Linked DNA regions of Mus musculus: region 1 is linked to region 2. A link is a contact called in public promoter capture Hi-C data. All regions are on one chromosome and are shown on one strand. Each heading gives the region's core, a stretch centred on a gene start, on an enhancer-like site or on the middle of the called end of the contact. The rest is flanking DNA. Distances are from core to core; before and after follow the strand shown.

Region 1 (5,968 bases), core at 2,382-4,881, 1.1 Mb after region 2:
TGGTACAAGGACTACGATTCCGTTTCTATTAAAAAAAAGCCCCCCTCCCCACAAAGGGTATGGGTTTTCACTATAGATAAATCTATTCATTGTTTTAAGTTATAACTGCATATATCAATAGATGAAATCTGGGTAACATTGCTATACACAGAGACCCTATACAAGCTTTAGTCCATATTTTAAAGGAGCCTAGAGTTGAAGGACAGGCTATATAGTCTCATCCAGTAATATTCATATATATGTGTATACATATATATGTATATATATATATATATATGTGTATATATATACATGCACACACGCGCGCGCGTGTGTATGTGTGTGTATGTGTATGTGTAAATGTGTGAAAGCATGGTTCAGACCACATACACAGATATTAGAGGATTTAAGGTAAAAAGAAAAAATGTGTTGAGTGTATTATTCAAGGTGAACTGACCACTGAGCCGTGTTTTCCATTCATGGAACTAGTTAATCCTTTCTAGAAATCACAAAATTTTGTGTAGTTTGAAAGTGTAGATATTTAAAATTTTTTAAATATAAAAAATTTAAAATGAAAAAATTATGTGTATGCATATGCTTATTAAGGCTGTAATGGAAACTTGAACTCAGAACCCTGAATCCTGCTACCACTTGCTTTCATGGGTGCTTGGCCCTGTAGGCCAGGGGTTCTCAACCTGTGGGTTGCGATCCTTTGGAACTTGAACAACCCTCTCACAGAGTCACCCAAGATCATTGGAAAACACAGATATTTATATTATGATTCGTAGCAGTAGCAAAATTACAGTTATGAAGTAACAACAAAAATAACATGATGGTTGGGGGTCACCACAACATGGGAACTGCATTAAAGGGTCACAATACTAGGAAGCTTGAGAGCCACTGCTAAAGACAATGCTGTGCCTAGAGAGACTCCAAACCAGGAGAGTGTCCTAGCTTATAGGATTGCACCTTGCAGACCATGGAAGCTCATGGGTAAATCTCAAGGGAATCAATTTCAACCTTTATTCTCGAAGGAGGACTTTGAGTGCTATCATGTACAAAGGTTTTTGTATGTATTAAAACATTTTTGGCAGTCCTGGGGATTAAACCTAAGGTATTATACATGCTAGGCTTTGGTTAATGGTCTACCACTGAGCTATATTCCCTGTCTACTCTCTTTTGAGAAAGGATCCTGCTACATTGCCCAGACTGCTGACCACCTTCTCCTCCTCCTTCTCCTTCTCCTTCTTCTTTTCTTCTCCTCCTCCTCCTCTTCCTCCTTCTGGTTCTTCTTTTGGTTTCTCTGTGTAACCCTGGCTCTACTTTGACTTTCTTAATTCTCAGATTATAAGCTTGTGTGAACATGCCCTGCCTAAGACTACAAAATCAGGATGAATTTGGGTGATCAATAAAATGCCAGGAGATATGCTTGCTATACCTCAGCTTGAGTTTCTAAACCTTAGAGAAGAATCTCAAAAATTAATAATAGAAACCATGAAAAAAAATTATGTAACTAAGGAAGGGGAGGCTGGGTGTAGCCTAGTGGAAGAACTTACTTAGCATGCACAAAGCTTCAACCCCCAGCACAAAACAAAAGGATTAGGCAACTATCTTAGAAAAGTTAGTAGCGACCTCAGCAGCTAGAGATTGACATACCTCCTGGCTATTCTTGTGTTCCTCAAAAGTGTTGTGAGCACGGAAGTATGTAGTCATTTCTCAGTTACTCATTGGCTAGCTTCGAGCAGACAATTCAGAAAGAGAGTGGTTTCTTTGCTTCTCTCCTAATTAGTCAATAGAAGTGACAGATTTGTTGTTATTCTTTTTAATTTTGTGTGTCTGTTCTGGGAGGGGGGGTGTGCAGGGGCCCATGGAGCCAGAGGAGTTTGATCCCCTGGAATTGGAGATAAAGGTGGTTGTAAGCCACCTCGTGCCAGGTGCCAGGAAGAGAACTCTGGGCCTCTGGACGAGCAATGAATGCTCTTAACCACTGAGCCATCTCTCCAGCTTCAAGACAGTTCTAAGCAAGTCATCACAGTAGTGATGCACTGTAGTGACAGAGACACACTACTTTGGAAGGAAGCATAAAGTACCTGCTCACTTTGCCAGAGGGGAATAGGAAAGGTTTCAGGAAGAGATTTAAAGGGGAATTAAAAAGCCCCTAGATAAATAGGAAGGAACAGCGGACGCAAACATGGGGAATGAAATAGTGCATTGGGTGGGGTCGGGAGTGAGGTGGGGATCGGGGCAGATGGTCAGCAGCGAATTATGGCTCAGTATCTGTGAAAATGAGAGCTCAGAAGCCACGAGCCGGATAATTAGGTGCTTGGGCTAGCTGAGGAGTTTGGGCTGTATAGACAGGCAGGCAGTAGCAACTGGAAGAATTTAAGCAGGGGAGTGGCAGGATTAACTCTACACTAACAAAGGATCTTTGACAGAGGTGTGAAGGCGGAGTGGAGAGAGTGAAAGTGGAGTCTTAGACCTGCTACAAGGAAGCTTTGAAGGAAACAGATGAAGGGCATTACAGGCTCAATAGTGAGGGCAGCTGGGACAGATGATGTCTCTCTTTCTAATCAGGGCTTCTGCCCAAGGCTCAGAGATTCCAATGCCATTGGATCCAGGGTTTGGTGAGCAGAGGCTTTGTGAAGGTTTTGAAAATTAGGCAAAATAACTCAAAAAAAAAAAATCAAAGGCACTACGTGGTTCATTTATTCATTCAGACATTAATTTGATATTTATTCAGCTGAGCTCATGGAATACTATTTCTGTTAGGAAGCCAGGGTTAAAGGCCTAGGGATTTAAGAGCGAGCAAGTAAGCAGGGTAAGGGTGGCAAGCGCTTTCAATGTAAGGCAATGGGCAGAATGGTATACACAAAGCTGCGGGGGGAGGGGGCGCAGGAAGCCTACAAGCGTTTCTACAACCTCTGCCAATGGGGCATGACATTGAACAAAAGTGTAACCCCCATAAGATTAGTATGTCACATTCCCAGAGTTGGGTAGCAAATAACTTCCAGAGTTCACAAGCTGGGTGGAGCACAGTTAGCTTGGCTGGAGAGTTTGCTCAGGGGCGGGAGAAGATCAGGAGCTAAAGCACAGTGGGGCTAGTTGGTGAAGTCTTACAGGTCCTTTAATACAGTTCCTCTTGTAGTGATCCCGGGCCATAAGATTATTTTGTTGCTACTTCATAACTGTAAATTTGCTACTGTTGTGAGTTGTAATGTAATTATCCGGTATGCTAGATATCTGATATGTGATCCCACTGAAAGGGTCGTTGGACCCTCCAAAGGATCGCGACCCACCTGCCCAAGTCCACATAAGCCTAATCACCGGCCTGAGATCTAAGTTCCTAGCCATTTCCCTCTCTTCCTAGAATGCAGAGGCAGAAAGGCTAGGTTTGGGGGCAGCAGAAAACGGCGCCAAACAGAACCAGCTCTGAGGAAAGGCAGGGAAGGCTTGAACCCGGGGGCGCTCCGGTGGCCGGATGGTTGTCCTCGAAGAATACTAACCCAAGTTGGCCTTCTCTTGACAGCGCCACAGATGCCCCGCGCTGGGACCGCTAAGGATGCGAGCCCGGCTCACACCGCCCGGCACCCAGCACGGTTAGTGGTTCGCTCCGAACACCCCTCGCCGCTTGGCTGGTGCCGCGGCCGGTCTCACTTCCGGTTGCTGCCGGGCCCTGTATCCGGTGTCCGCCCGCCCTCCATCCCGCTGCCTCCGCGATGCTGTCCCGGTCACGCTGCGTGTCCCGGGCGTTCAGCCGCTCGCTTTCTGCCTTCCAGAAGGTACTGTCTGGCGGGGCCCGGGCTCCGATGGGTGCCGAACATGGCTGTGGGCGGACGGGCAGGCCGAAGGGCAGGGACGCTGTGTGCTGGCCAGGCCGGCCACCAAGGGCACCGGGACGCGGTGGCTGCCGACGCCCGCGGAGCCGCCCAGCCGCGTGTACGGAGCCCCGGAGCCCCTGTCCTCTCCCAGGCAGCCCGCGCCGGCCGTTTTCCCGCTGTCCCGAACCCTTTGCTCCGGGGCTGGGAGCCGCGCCCGCAGCGACATTGACTTAGAGTTAAGAGAGGAGGCACGGCCCCCAACCGTATTCCGCGGCCTGTCTCTTCGCGGTCTCCAAACTAGCGCCTGGCAGGCTCAGGGGAGGATGACAGAGTTTGGCCGACTCGGTGTTTTGCGTCTACTTTCGGAGTTAAGAGCACGATAAACGTGTCATTACCTGTCAGCAGCACGATAAACGTGCCCTTAAAAAAAATGTTTGTTTGTTTTTTTCCCCCCTCTTTTCATTTTGGGTGACGTCGATAATGTCTTCTTTCTCAACAGGGGAACTGCCCTCTAGGGAGACGTTCCCTGCCTGGTAAGTTCTGCCCTTGCGGTCACCTAAAATGCACTTCTCGTGGGCAGAGCAGCATGGGAGGAAATCTGATGTTTCTTCTCATGGTATTTAAAGACAATGAATTCAGAGAGATGCGAAGCAAAAGACTCCCTTAAGTATAACTGCTGTCATGTACTCACCCGGCGCATCCTTACTGGGTTTTGTTCAGCTTTTTGTGGTGCTGAGGATAGAAGCTAGGGCATGGGAGGCAAGCACTTAACCACTGAGCAACACCAGCGGCCCACGGTTACTGAATTTACACTGTCAGGGCACTGTGCTAGATGCTCGTTAGAAATACAACAATGCAAAAAGTCTTGTCCTCCAGGAGCCTGAGGCGTAAGGGAAAGGCATGGTGTAAATTGCTGATCATCAATCATCTAAGTGTTTGGAAACATGGACAGAACAGGTTTAAATAGGTGACATTAAAGTTGTGGCTTGCAGGATGTGACAGTCAGTGAAGAGAAGAAGAAGAGAGAGAAAGAAAGGGGTAGAATGCATGAAGTCAGTGAAGAAGGAAACAGGTGTGGCATTCTTTTGGAATTGGAAACAAAGTGACTGGTCAGAAGCCATTAGTTAAAGGAAACAGTATCTCGAGGAAGATGATGGTGTAGAGGCTTTCGGAAGTTTAGATATTTTTTCCCTTAAATTTATTTTTCTTTATGTGTACTGTGTACACACTTGGCATTCTGTGCCCACGGAGGCCAGAAGAGGTGTGGGATCCCCTGTAATTGGAGTTGCAGGTTGGTTGGGAAATGCCCGGTGCCTGGGTCTCTGCAAGAGCAGTACCGGTTCTGAACCCCTAAGCCTGGAAGTTTGGATTTTCATTCTCGTAGCTGTGTGTGGGTTGTTGTCTTTGGTAGAGGAGAAAGTTATTAACAACCTTCCATAGCTTACTTTTAATCAGGTGCCTGGCAGATATGTATTTATCCCTGCCCACCTTCACTTTTTTATTTTTGGAGACAAAGTCTTGCTGTTAGGACTGTCTGACCTAGAGCTAACTATGCATATACCAGGCTGGCCTTGAACTTCCTCTTGCCTCTCTGCCTCAGAGAGCTAGGATTACAGCCTTGTGCTACCACATCTGGCTCTGGCAAAATACTTGTTGAAAGATTCAGTCCTATGTATGTAGGCTTTCTCGTGCCAGTCGTTGTTCTGAATGCTTCCTGTGCAGTTTTGGGTTAATCATAACTAAGTGAGATTTAGTAGCATAGTCCTCGATTTCGAGGTCAAGGTCACTCAGGCAAAACTATTGGTTAAATGAGGCTCACCTAACTCCTTCCTCAGCTCAAACTGCTTTACTGAAAGAAGGGTTGGAATTTCCTTGTGAACTCAACAGAGTATGTCTGTGTCTGAATGATAGGGTCTGATATAGCCCAGGCTGAACTCAAACTAGATAAGTAGTCTGAGGCTGCCATTTTACTTTTGAACATTCTGCCTCTCTTTCCCAAGTGCTAGGATCACAGGATTGCACCACCAGGCCTGGGTTTATGCAGTGCTGGAGTTCAAACCCAAGACTTTGTACCTGCTGGGCAAGACTCTTAGCAGTCATCTGAACTGTGTCCGAACTCAGTCAATAGAGTGCTTCTTAGGTTCCTAGGTTCCTAGGTAGGGATACAGCCG
Region 2 (6,585 bases), core at 2,968-5,467:
TTCTATGTCATGACCTTATCTCATCATCAGATATTACCAGAGTTCTTTGACATAGTAAGAGATGAATTTCTCTTTCTTTTTCTTGACTTCCTTTTTTTTTTTTTTTTTTTTAAGTTTACGGATGTAAGAACCCTAATAAATTCCAGTCTCTGAAGGCAAAGTCCCTCAGTGCTCAGCTGTGGTTTTGAAACTCTAGATTAATGATCTGTTGGGTAAGAGAGATAAACGTCTGGATTTCTAGATTACATAAACCATCTGCTCTTCTCCCCAGTGCACTGCAAATAACCTGAGAAGCACAAGTCATCAATGTGCCTTTTCAGACTAAGACCCAGTTGCCAAGTGTGATAAAGAGAAAGAAATATGTTCCAGGACAGCCAAGGCTATACAGAGAAACCCTGTCTCAAAAAAAACAAAACAAAACAAACAAACAAAGAGAGAGAGAGAGAGAGAGAGAGAGAGAGAGAGAGAAAGAAATACAAAAGAAGGTGGCTCACTCCTAGCTAGAGTCATTAAGGTGGGAGCTTTGACTCATTCTTCATTTTCAGTTATTGGGTAGCTTCCTCAATTTAGATAATAAGGATCAAGGAAGAGTGACAAAGTAGAAATAAAAGTCATTTGTTGTGCATCCTTTATGCTAGCATCGGTCATGAAGTGGAAATACCACCCCAGGCACATCAGATCAAACCTATGGCATGGGCTGCAGGAAACTGCAGATCTCCTTCAACAGAAGCTAGACAAAAAAGCTAGACAAAATTATACTTTTTTGTTAAAGGAAGGTGGCAGATGATGGCAGGTCTTCTGTTTGTTAATTAAGTAGATGTGCTTCCAAACAGGATGGTGCACCCCAGTGTAGAATTAGGGTTCAAATAAACAAAAAGATGTGGTGCCCAAGCCTCCCCAAAAGACTGTCTTGTTGGAAACCTTAAACAACAAAGTGCATAAAATCAAATCATGTGAAAAATAAAGCCACAAATGAATTCTATGACAGCACAAATAAATCAGGTCCTCATGGGAAAAAAACAAACAAACAGGAAAATAGAAACAAAATGAAATGTCTTTGCTTTGAGTATACATACAGTTCGGTTTTGTAAATTAACATCTTTCTTCCCTGCATGCTTGATTGATGCAACAGAATAGACTTTCCCACTTCCCTGATGCTCTGCCCTTTCTCTACCATCCCACACCACTGTCATTCTCCTTTCTAACTTCACCACTTTTCCTTATATTAGTTCAGCAAACATACAAGAAGTTTAGAGCTTTCTTGACTATCATGTTGAGGGCAGACCAGGGGGAGGATAACTCCTGCAATGTAAAACAAGAGACATCACTTTCTAGAACTTTGGGAAAGAAGCTATCAAAACTCCTATTTATTTATTTGCTTTGCAATATATACGATTTACATTTATAAGAGGGAGAATTCATTCTCCTAAGAATGATTAAATAAGCATAAATCCGCCATTACGTGAACATTTATGGTACTGGCTGTGGTGCCTGTGAAGAAAGTAAGGGACAACATATTGATAACTCTTTGCCAGCTTGGAAATCAAAGTGAGGCACCTATCCTCTCTCATTTGCTTTGTATCAAATCTGTTCTTTCCTTTTGGTCACTATGACAAAAATTCAGGTTGATGAAGAGATAGCTGAGAAGGGCGCACATAGGCACAGCTAAGGAAGTTTGAGGTCACACTGCTTGCCTTCTTGCACACACTCATGGGTGGCTGGGCTTTTATAAGGATGATATATGCTCATTAGATATGATGAGGAGGATTTAATGATGATGACAATCGTAAATCATTTAGGTTGGAACCCCAGAATGGCTGCTTATTAGCTGCCAACATATCCAAGCCACTAATTCTTTATAACAGCTAGCTATTCTTCCTGAGAAATAATTGCAAATACGTGCATTAAAATAGCTAAGATATCTGAAGAAGAACGAAGACCAAAGTGTGGACACTTTGCCCCTTCTTAGAATTGGAAACAATCACCCATGGAAGGAGTTACAGAGACAAAGTTTGGAGCTGAGACAAAAGGATGGACCATCTAGAGACTGCCATATCCAGGGATCCATCCCATAATTAGCCTCCAAACGATGATACCATTGCATACACTAGCAAGCGTTTGCTGAAAGGACCCTGATATAGCTGTCTTTTGTGAGACTAGGCCGGGGCCTAGCAAACACAGAAGTGGATGCTCACAGTCAGCTATTGGATAGATCACAGGGTCCCCAATGGAGGAGCTAGAGAAAGTACTCAAGGAGCTAAAGAGATCTGCAACCCTGTAGGTGCAACAACATTATGAACTAACCAGTACCCCGGAGCTCTTGACTCTAGCTGCATATGTATCAAAAGATGGCCTAGTCGGCCATCACTGGAAAGAGAGGCCCATTGGACAGGTAAACTTTATATGCCCCAGTACAGGGGAACGCCAGGGCCAAAAAGGTGGGAATGGGTGGGTAGGGGAGTGTGGGGGACTTTTGGGATAGCATTGGAAATGTAATTGAGGAAAATACGTAATAAAAAAATATTTTAAAAAAGTTTTAATTTTAAGCTTAAAAAATAGCTAAGATATTAGATTATGAAGTTTTATGAAAATTATAGCTACCATTTATGTGATATTTACTCTATTCCTGGTACATCCAGTTCTCAAAACACTATGATGTAACTACTGCTATATCTAATATACAAGGAAGCTGTAGGGAAGAAAACCTGACTTGAAAGCATGTAACTGTTCCACAGAAAAATTCTTCTTGTCCCGATTCTGGGCTGTGGACATATAACAATAAAGTGAAATCAGCACCTCTCCTTTTGAAAAAATTGTCATTTAAACATCATGTTAAAATTGCTGATAACAACCTTCTTAGCAATATAATTCACAAAGTCCCTGCTCATATTTTACTTTACGTTGACCAAGGGACAGAACATCGCCTCAGTTGGCAGTCAGGGCCTTCCTCACCTTTGCACTCTTCCTTCTGGAAGGTTCAGTTTGAACGCCTGCCTTATGTGTATCTAGTGGCATGCCAACAGCATCCTAAACCCCAGCCAGATGGCTCCACAAGCACTCATATATCTGCATCTTAGGCTGCACCATTTCTAAAAAAGATTTATTTTATGTATGTGAGTACACTGTAGCTGTACAGATGGTTGTGAGCCTTCATGTGGTTGTTGGGAATTGAATTTAAAGACCTCTGCTCGCTCTGGACAACTATACTCACTCAGTCCCTGCTCACTCTGAACGAAAGATTTATTTATTATTATACGTAAGTACACTGTAGCTGTCTTCAAACGCAGCAGAAGAGGGCATCGGTTCTCATTACGGATGGTTGCGAGCCACCATGTGGTTGCTGGGATTTGAACTCAGGACTTTCAGAAGAGCAGTCAGTGCTCTTACCTGCTGAGCCACTCCCTGCACCATTTTATCAGCCCATTGGACAACACTGGACCTTGGATGAAGCCAACTTCTCAGAGAACTTTCTATGGCACCCTTGACACCTGCTCGGCCCCTAGAACGTTCAAGCCGCCCTTAATAGCACCCCTAGTAAAACGGGGTCGAGCAACCACCTCTGTGGCCTCTTCATCCTGTACCAGAGAGCCATTTGCATCTCATTGAATCTGGGCTTTGGGGCCAGGAGAGGATGTTGCCCACTAATTAATCTTGGCTGTCAATTTAACCACATCTGGAGTCAACTAAACCCCAAGCAGCTGGGATTGCCTGTGAAGGATTTTTCTTGGTTGGATTATTTTGAGGTGGGAGACTCACCCTAAGTCCAGATCATTTGGCCCTAAATCCAGATCATTTGGCCCTAAATCTGGGCCACACAAAAGGACACGGGAGAAGGGACGTCTTCGTGTCTCTGTCTGCGCATGTCTCCATCCTGTTCGCTATGTTCATATTTAGAGAACCCTAACTTAACACAGTTGCCTTTCTCAATTTAACTGTGCATTCTAGTTTCTGTGCTGGGAGCTGTAGCATCCAGGGAAGTTTTTGTAAGCTGAGTATCTTAAGACTAAAGTGGTATAAAGTTGTAATTTATTACAAAGTTCTTGCTCTTGGTTCCGTTTTGTATTTTTATAAAGCTGCTGAATCCACGGAAGGATCGTACTTTGCCTTGATTCATTCACTTGGTGTGTCATCACCAATCACTTTCACAACACCACGTGGGAGTGGCGAGAAGCAGAATCCTATAACCTGGCTCAGCCCCGAAGCATGACCTTTGGCCGGTCTGTGCCCAAATTGCTGACAGATCATGGTTCCTCTCTTGTCTGGGTCCTAGAGACGCACTAGGTCGGCTCCACAGCAGGCCAGGCTCCGCTCCGGACTCGCGTGGCGCTCCCCGAGGCCTCCAGCTCCTAATGGCAGCGACACTGAGCGTGGAGCCCACGGGCCGCAGCTGCTGGGACGAGCCGCTGAGCATCGCCGTGCGCGGCCTGGCCCCCGAGCAGCCCGTCACGCTGCGCTCTGTCCTGCGCGACGAGAAGGGCGCGCTCTTCCGAGCCCACGCGCGCTACCGCGCGGACTCCCACGGCGAGCTGGACCTGGCGCGCGTGCCCGCGCTGGGCGGCAGCTTCTCGGGGCTCGAGCCCATGGGGCTGCTCTGGGCCATGGAGCCCGATCGGCCTTTCTGGCGCCTGATCAAGCGCGACGTGCAGACGCCCTTCTTGGTGGAGCTGGAGGTGCTGGACGGACACGAGCCCGATGGCGGGCGGCGGCTGGCGCGGACGGTGCACGAGCGTCACTTCATGGCTCCCGGGGTGCGGCGCGTGCCCGTGCGCGAGGGCCGGGTGCGCGCCACGCTCTTCCTGCCCCCAGGTGAGTTGGGTGGTTGAGAGGTGGGAGCGCGCCAAGGGCTGAGTCTAGGGGTGGGGTTAGGGTTTCCTAGGAAGGTGCTATTGGCCATTTCAGTGGTCACTCAAACAGGTTGGGGGATTTTCATACATTAGCAAGTGCCCTTTGCTTGCATTATCTCATTTAATCTCTGTCTATCCCCAAAAGATAGTGTTATCCAGCTGATGAAAAACACAACTGAACTTTGTTGCAATACGAGGTTAGGAAAAATGAGACAGAGGAAACTGCCACATTGTCCTTGACACACGCAGCCCCTTCTCCCCACTCCACCCCCACCCCTAGTCAGTACATACAAACACACACACACACATACACACACACACACAACCTCAAGGGTTAAAGCCATAGTACATCCAGATTAGCATAAATTGGCTTTGTTCTTATTGTTTTTGAATTTAACCTTATGGGGGCTTAGTGGTTAAGAGCACTCACAAGCGTTCTGCCATTAACTTTGGAAAAGTAAAACCCAATTTTAAAACAATTTATTACTTATAGAATTAATATTAGAAGCATTACCATCATATTACAAAGTTTGGCTGCCAATTAATACCTATGAATACATGCAAGCTTTAATGTTTTATTAAAGAGACATTACTTAAAATTTTATCTTTAATTCTACTTTCTAGGATAAGAATCACATTAATTATTATCTCAACTAGAAGTATCTTTAGAGACCCAGCCTCTTGGCCTGCCTTATGCCACGTGTTGGAAGGACTTTAAACTTGAGTTATCAATTTTAAGGCTAACCATCTGTTACCAATGTAACAACTATTAATCTTAACTAATAACTTATGAGCTGATTGTGAAAACACTCAGAGCATATTACCAATTAAAAAAAAAAAAAAACAAAGGAAGCAGTTACATTTAGACCAATCAGAGAACATTAATTTTTCTAGCTATAATCATAGAATAAAAAGTACTTTATCATTTGCCAAACACATTAATCACGAATGTAGAGAACCCTCTAAGAAAAAAAAAAAGTTTATCAGCTTTTTTACCCCAAAACTAAGAGGCTGTAGACTCTCCTTTTTTCCTATAAGGAACAGCTTTTCCAGCAGGGGCCCTCTTGCCGTGTGCCTGTTTCCTGGTTGAAGCATGTGGCCGCTCTCGGCTTTGCAGATAAAGTTTTTTTTTTTTTAGCCATCTTTATTATCCAACATAAAACATAGAACATTCATTCATTCAGACTGGACACGAACATACATGAAATTGAACAAATGAACAGATTGGTGCACCAGACATTAGACAAAGACACAAAAGGGGCAGAGTACTTCTGCTGTAAAGCCCAGAGAGAACAAAGCAGGGCACCCCTGAAATTTCTCTCTGCTTTTTGGGACATTTTCCTCCCGCATGATGCAGTTTTTAACTGCGGCCATCTGCCTGATTAGTAATTTCCTTTTAATAAACCCTTTCTTTTCTCACGCCTAACTGGGAGCTACGGCTAACCACCTGTTACGTTCCTAGCCCCTAATAAACCTCACTGGTGAACCTAAGTGAATTAGCGTGCAGGTTTAACGCTGTTTCAACTTAGCCCATACCGACTTTCTCCGGTATGAATTTCCTTTAATTATTTTCTTCTTCTATGGAGCTCCAAACCAGCAGTGCTTCTTCCAAATGTCCTCTGTTGTTTCTCAGTCCCGCGTTGGGTCGCCAGATCTGTTGCGGCTGGCCAGCGGCTCACATGTCTGGGTTCTAGTCTGAGAAGCATCTTGGAACCTGGAAGAGAAGATGGGGCTAGGCGAT

The links. Promoter capture Hi-C pulls out the DNA fragments that hold promoters and counts their contacts.
Region 1: a promoter capture Hi-C map of pre-B cells shows a contact between it and region 2, with 2.9 times the contacts expected there. The contact joins the promoter of Dlst here to the promoter of Acot4 in region 2. A contact is called at or near these places in 2 of 39 promoter capture datasets (liver and pre-B cells).

What each region holds. Positions count from the first base shown.
Region 1 is chr12:85,107,202-85,113,169 of GRCm38.p6, forward strand. Dlst (dihydrolipoamide S-succinyltransferase (E2 component of 2-oxo-glutarate complex)) reads left to right here and starts at 3,632. Exons shown (of 15, transcript NM_030225.4): 1 at 3,632-3,758; 2 at 4,297-4,330. The coding sequence starts at 3,696. It also overlaps a transcript of Prox2 not described here.
Region 2 is chr12:84,034,162-84,040,746 of GRCm38.p6, forward strand. It overlaps Acot4 (acyl-CoA thioesterase 4), which reads left to right and starts at 4,218. Exons shown (of 3, transcript NM_134247.3): 1 at 4,218-4,806. The coding sequence starts at 4,350. The region is part of intron 1 of Gm40474 (a long non-coding RNA gene); the gene reads right to left.